Regions from separate parts of the Sus scrofa genome. Here region 2 is linked to region 1. Evidence: chromatin contacts called from public HiChIP or PLAC-seq data. All regions are on one chromosome and are shown on one strand. Each heading gives the region's core, a stretch centred on a gene start, on an enhancer-like site or on the middle of the called end of the contact. The rest is flanking DNA. Distances are from core to core; before and after follow the strand shown.

The links. HiChIP or PLAC-seq counts read pairs in DNA pulled down with a chosen protein or histone mark.
Region 2: a contact with region 1 is called in an H3K27ac HiChIP or PLAC-seq map of alveolar macrophages. The contact joins the enhancer-like site here to the promoter of METRNL in region 1. A contact is called at or near these places in 2 of 5 promoter capture datasets (fetal liver and liver), 7 of 47 Hi-C or Micro-C datasets (blood, embryonic fibroblasts, fetal liver and 2 more) and 1 of 2 datasets of contacts at active chromatin or transcription factors (alveolar macrophages).

The regions. Positions count from the first base shown.
Region 1 is chr12:240,180-242,879 of Sscrofa11.1, forward strand. METRNL (meteorin-like protein) reads right to left here and starts at 1,312. Exons shown (of 5, transcript XM_005668567.3): 1 at 1,071-1,312; 2 at 933-1,068. The coding sequence starts at 1,092.
Region 2 is chr12:308,151-310,850 of Sscrofa11.1, forward strand. The region is part of intron 6 of B3GNTL1 (UDP-GlcNAc:betaGal beta-1,3-N-acetylglucosaminyltransferase-like protein 1); the gene reads left to right. Among named protein-coding and RNA genes, the nearest start is that of B3GNTL1, 50 kb to the left of the region's middle. Within about 2 kb of position 1,336, at least 9 of the 83 cell types and tissues checked have an H3K27ac peak or open chromatin away from gene starts, as enhancers often do. A contact at or near this core is called in alveolar macrophages and fetal liver, where this site is marked.

The DNA of each region.
Region 1 (2,700 bases), core at 62-2,561:
CACTCAAAATAACCCGGTGACACCCTGAGCACGAGGTGTCTGCCAGCGGACCGCAGGGACTTGGGGGCGGGGAGCGACCCTGCTCCGTGAAGCCCGCCGGGACCCAGACCCAAGGGCTGCCGCGGCCCACGGCGTTTTCGGGGCATCTCCCTCGCAGACTCCTGAAGCCGCAAGGGCCGAAGCACAGAGCTGTCTCGGCAGCGAGGTGCCTGGCGCGGGGCCGGCGCCCTGGCGGATGACGGTTCTAGCCCTGAGTGGCTGCGCCCTTACCCCCCGCCCACGCTTGTGACTTGACTGTCACACTGCAGTTTTTTTTAAAAGTCCTCGGCTGCCTGCCTTGGCGGGGGGCGTGAAGGGGGGTCGCCGAGCCCAGCGCGCGCTGCCAAGGGCGGCCTGACCTTCACGGGGCGGGGCGGTTCGGTCAGGCCCCGAACTCGCCCCGCGCACAGGTGTCCGCCCGCAGGTCTCCGCCCCGACGTGGTCAGCGCCAGGGCCCCGCTGCCTCCTGCGGACCCGGCGGTCCCTTCCCGCTCGGCCCTCAGCGCAGGCCCGGCTTTTCTCGGCCCGGAGCGCGCAACTCCTCGCCGCGGACACAGGCCGGAAGGGGCCAGAGGGCCGACTCGCGCCGCCTCCAGTGAGGGGTCGGGGTCCCGGCTGAAGCTTTCGGTGAACCAAGTGGGGACCGGCGCGGTCCCGCGCGAGGCGAGCGAACTGCCGGGCCGGCTGACCCCGCCGCGCTGCAGGCGCGCCTCCCCCTGGGCGTCCTCCGGACCAGGGGACCGGGACGCCGCGGGCTCTTTTGTTCTAGAACCGGGGGCGGGGGAGGACGGGGGCAGCACTCAGCCTGGAGAGCGGGCCCCGAGCCCCCGCGCGCTCGGCCCGCGCTGGAGAGAAGTGGACCGGAGGGCCGGAGTCGCGCCGCACCGACTCACCTTCCCTTCCAGCTGCACAGGTCGCTCGAGTACTGCGCGCCCGCGCCGCCCAGCAGCACGGCTAGGAGCAGCAGCAGCGGCGGCGGCGGCGGGCCCGGGGCGGGGGGCCTCGGCCACAGCTGCCCCGAGCGCCCCCGGCCGCCCAAGCCGCGCCCCGCATGCTCTGGCTACGGCTCTGCCGCCGGCCCCGCGTCCGCGCCTCCCCGAGCAGACCCTCGACCCGGCGCGGCCGGGCTCCGAGTCCAGGCGGTCACGTCGCGCGCCCCGGGCGCCCCGAGAGCGGCCGCCCGCCCATCCCTCCGGAGCCGGGGCCGCCCGAGCCGCTGGAGCCGCTGCAGCCCCGCGGACCTCCGCGCCCGCCGCCGCCGCCTGTGCCTCTGAAGTCCGCGACTCCGCGTCGCAGCCGCGGCTCAGCTGGGGGGCGGTGCCCGCCCGGCCGCCCCGCCCCCGCCCGGGTCCGCCCCCGCGCGCCGGAACTCCGCCCCGTGCGCCCGCGCTCGCGCCCGGAGCCCCCGGGCTGGATGCTGCAGTCGCGGAGCCGGCGGCTCGGCGCGGGCAGCGAGCCCCGAGGGCGTGCGGCAGGCTAGGACGCCGCGCAGAGGGGAGGGCTGCGCGAGGGACGGGGAGAAGGGTGCGGGAGAGAAGAGCCAGGTTGGACGGTGGAGTCCCGGGCGGGAGGGGGTCCGGCAGCAGCGCGTCCCTGGCCTGTGCAGTCCGGGCAGCGCAGAAACCTGAGACCCCAAGTCTGTGCAGACCCAAGCCTGCCTGCCGGGCCGCCCCGCAGGGGCAGTGCTGTGGCCCCGTCATGCAGACTGAACCTGGAATGGCCTCTGGGCTGCAGCGGAGCCTCTGTGACCCGCCGTCAGAGTTGCTCCTGGCACCTACCCTCTGTAGGATTTGAGGGCGCTTTGCGGAAGTTCAGATTCTGTCCGGTTCTGCGGCCCACGGGGGAGGGGAGGCCCAGCTGTGGCCGGCGCTGTGGCTGACGCACTGCACTCTGGACACCTGTTGCACAGAAAGGCCCTAGGTTTGCCAGGGTTCCTGTGCATCGCTGCCTCGCCGGCTGCTGGTCCCCACCATCCCACTCAAGAGCCGGTCTCACTCCTGATTTACCAGCCTCAGGCTTGATTCTTCCTCGGGGCAGGGACCCCCTTGCCCGTTGTAGGCAGTAGCCGTCTCCCCAGCGTCCAGGCTTGGCTCCTGGAGCTGTCTGCAGATACTGCCAAATGGCCCCTGAGGCCCTGGATTTAGGAGACTGGCACGCTGAGTACAGGGGGATGAGCGTGGCTGCCTTCACCAGGTGCTCACGCCAGGTGCCTGACCTCCAGTGGGGGATATTAGGGAGATAAGCAGCTCAGCGGACGCTGACCCCTCGAGGGATTGTGAGGGTCCAGCAGTAGGAGGGAGGGAGCCACCCCGCTCCAGGCAGCCACCCCTGTGGCCACAAAAGCAGGTTTTTCTGCTTCCTCAGACTCTGAGCTCCTGAAACAGGACCAAGTGGGGGAGAAATCCGGCCTTGTTTTAGCATTTCTGTTCCAGCCAAGAGATTTCAAGAGGGATTTCAAGTGACCTGCAGGGGCGGGGAGTGACCTCCCAGGCCTGTAATAATGAGGGTGTTGCAGCCTTTCATCTGGTTAGAGATGTGGGAGTCTGATTTGGTGGGAGGGGTGGAATTGTCACACTCTGGAGAAGCCAGAGTCTGTAGGCCCACAATGGCTGGGGCTGAGAGACGGCCTCGGGGTTGGGGGGACCCTTGAGGGGGTCACAG
Region 2 (2,700 bases), core at 86-2,585, 68 kb after region 1:
AGCTTTAGGAAGGCCTGGAAGGAGCTCCCCCTGTGGCGCAGTGGGGTGGGCGTCTGGGAGCACTGGGAACAGGTTTGGTCCTTGGCCTGGCACAGGGGGTAAGGATCTGGCATTGCCACAACTGCCGCTTTAGGTGGTGGCTGCAGCTTGGATCTGGTGCCTGGTCTGGGAGCGCCATGTGCCGCGGGGCAGCCAAAAAAGAAACGCCTGGAAGGAGCCGCCCTGAAGGGCCGTGGGTGTTGGGCCCGCGGCGATTGTGTGTAATCGGGGATGCTTCCGGTGAATTGGGAGGCGTCCCGTCTCAGTGCTCCCGGCGAGGCTGGCTCCAGCCGAGGCTTCGTCCCACATTCAGAAAGCTGCCCTCCTGCCCCCCCCCGGGGGGAGTTGGCAAGTGAGCCTGGGGGTCAGAGGTCCTCAGGCAGCAGCGGGATGGCAAGGGCTCCTGACTCCGCCCTGCCCTGGCCTTGGGGACGGCCCGGGGGCCCGGGCAGGACACGGGGCTGCAGAGAGGTGGCGGGCTGCCGCCCGGCTTCCCCTAAAGGTGGGGAGCAGGCCCACAGCCGCCCGGCGTGAGACTGGACATGGGCGAGGTTGTGCGGGCAGGCGCAGTGGCCCCAGCCTGGGCACGGCTTGCCCTGAGGGCAGCGGCAGGTGTGGCCGCGGGGGGTCGGGATGAGCCCCTCACTGTCCTGGAGGCCTCAGGCCTACGGACCACGAGGTCCCAACGCCCCGAGGTCAGTGCTGTCAGGAGGAGGCAGCGGGAGGGTGAAGGGGTGGCTGCTGGCTGGGGCCTGTGCCGGGAGCGGCTGCCCCCTCAAGCTCACCCGGCCCCAGCTCCTCCAGCAGCAGCCTCCTCCGCCATACCTGGTCACTGCTGAACCCGCCGTGCCCCCGCCACCCTCTCTGGCCAGAACACACAGTGGTGTCACAGCCTGGGTCCCCCGGAACGGAGCTCAGAACGGAGCTCAGCCCGGAAGGACAGGGGGAGCAGACAGGGCAGAGGGAGCGGCCCGAGGCCAGGCCAGGGGGTGCCAGACACTGACCTGCACACCACCTGGAGGGGCCCCCACTTTGCTGCCCCAGGGATGAGGTGTGACCCTGGCATTTCTGGGGCAGGGTCCTGTCCTCTGGGGGGCTCCCCAAGGGTGGGTGCAGCCGAGGCTTAATGCCCTGGAAATGGTCACTTTCCCAAAAAAAGGAGTTTGCTTAATCATTTCCTCGGGTGATGACAGGGCTTTTCCTGACACTCTATTCGTCACTATTGTGGACTCCGCGTTCAGTTGTGGCAGTCAGCTGGCCCCGCGGGAGCCCGGAAGGGGCGCTAATAATGCAGAAGCGTCTGGAGGGAGTGCGGTGGCCGTGGCGCCTGTTCCCAGGAGGCAGTGGGCAGGGCCCCTGGGTCAGCGCTCCCACCGCTGCCTGGGACTCCCAGCGTCTGCCACGTGATGACCTGTCTCATGAGCAGGTCAGCTCCATGCAGGGACGTGGCGGGCAGTGGAGCCGGCCGAGAAGGGGTGGCCGGGACCTCGCTCGAGGCCGTCAGGGCAGCATGTGACTTCCTGGTGGCGACAGGCATGGTCTGCAGGCAGCGTCCCTGAGGGCCCACTGGCAGGGCTCCTCCTTCTTCTCCCACACGCGGGATCTGGGCTCCTGGGCCTCTGGCCGCCAGCCTCTTACTTGTCTGCTGTCACTTGTCCCAGACGTTAGGCCTTTCACAGCCTGAGGGCGGACCCTGCCCTCTAACCGGCCAGAGATTCCCAGGCCTCCCGCGCCCACGGTCAGCGTGTGAGGCTCTGACCGCTGACCTCTGACCTCCACCGCCCGCCGCCCAGTCTGACCTGCAGAGGCTGTGGGTGCCTCCAGCCTGTGGGCTCGTCATGTGGCCTCTGGTGGCCGAGGGCATCACGCCGTCCCCTCCCTGCCCACATCCCGGCCTGGTTGGTGTGGAGGGCGGGACCGACCGGCCCCGCCTGGCCGTGGGAGCCTCATCAGCCGGCAGCCGGTGGTGCCGAGACGGACGTGGCAGGCACAGCGGCCACCGGGGTGACGCATCACCGGGGTGTGGGGTAGCGGGAGCTCGCTGCTGGGGGACGTGTGACCGACGCTTTTGGGAAGACAGCTGAGCGGACCGAACGCCCTGCCGTCCAGCCAGCCCCCCCGGGCTTCACCGGGAGCTCTGCCTCTGCGCCCAGGACTCGCTCACATGCACCCACAGCACAACCAGGAGCAGCCCAGTGGACGCTGGTGTGGTTGGGGCGGCCGTGTGGTCCCCGCACAAGTGCGGGGCTCTCTTGACACCACATCCCAGGACGCGCGGACTGATGTATTCGTGACAGAGAGCAGGTCGGCACCGGCCGGGGACGGAGGCGGGGAGCCGGCCAGGACCCGAGGGACCTGGGGGTCGTCGTGCGTGTGGCGAAGGGCGGGGCTTTATGCTGGGCCCGTCGGTCATGACAGAGCTGTGAGAATCACTGGAGGGGCCCCTCGTGCAGCCATGGGGAGGTGCGGGGGCAGCGCAGCCGGGGTCTGGACGCGGGGCGATGAGGGCTGAGTGCTCGGCTCCGGGGGTCCCAGTGGAGGCCCGTGGAGCCGGCTCTCGAGTGCCCTGCCCTGGGGTCTGAGAAGGGGTGGGTAAGCATCTGTGTCGAGGCCCTGACCCCCCCATGGCGGGAACAGGAGGTGGCCAGGCTCGCTCCAACA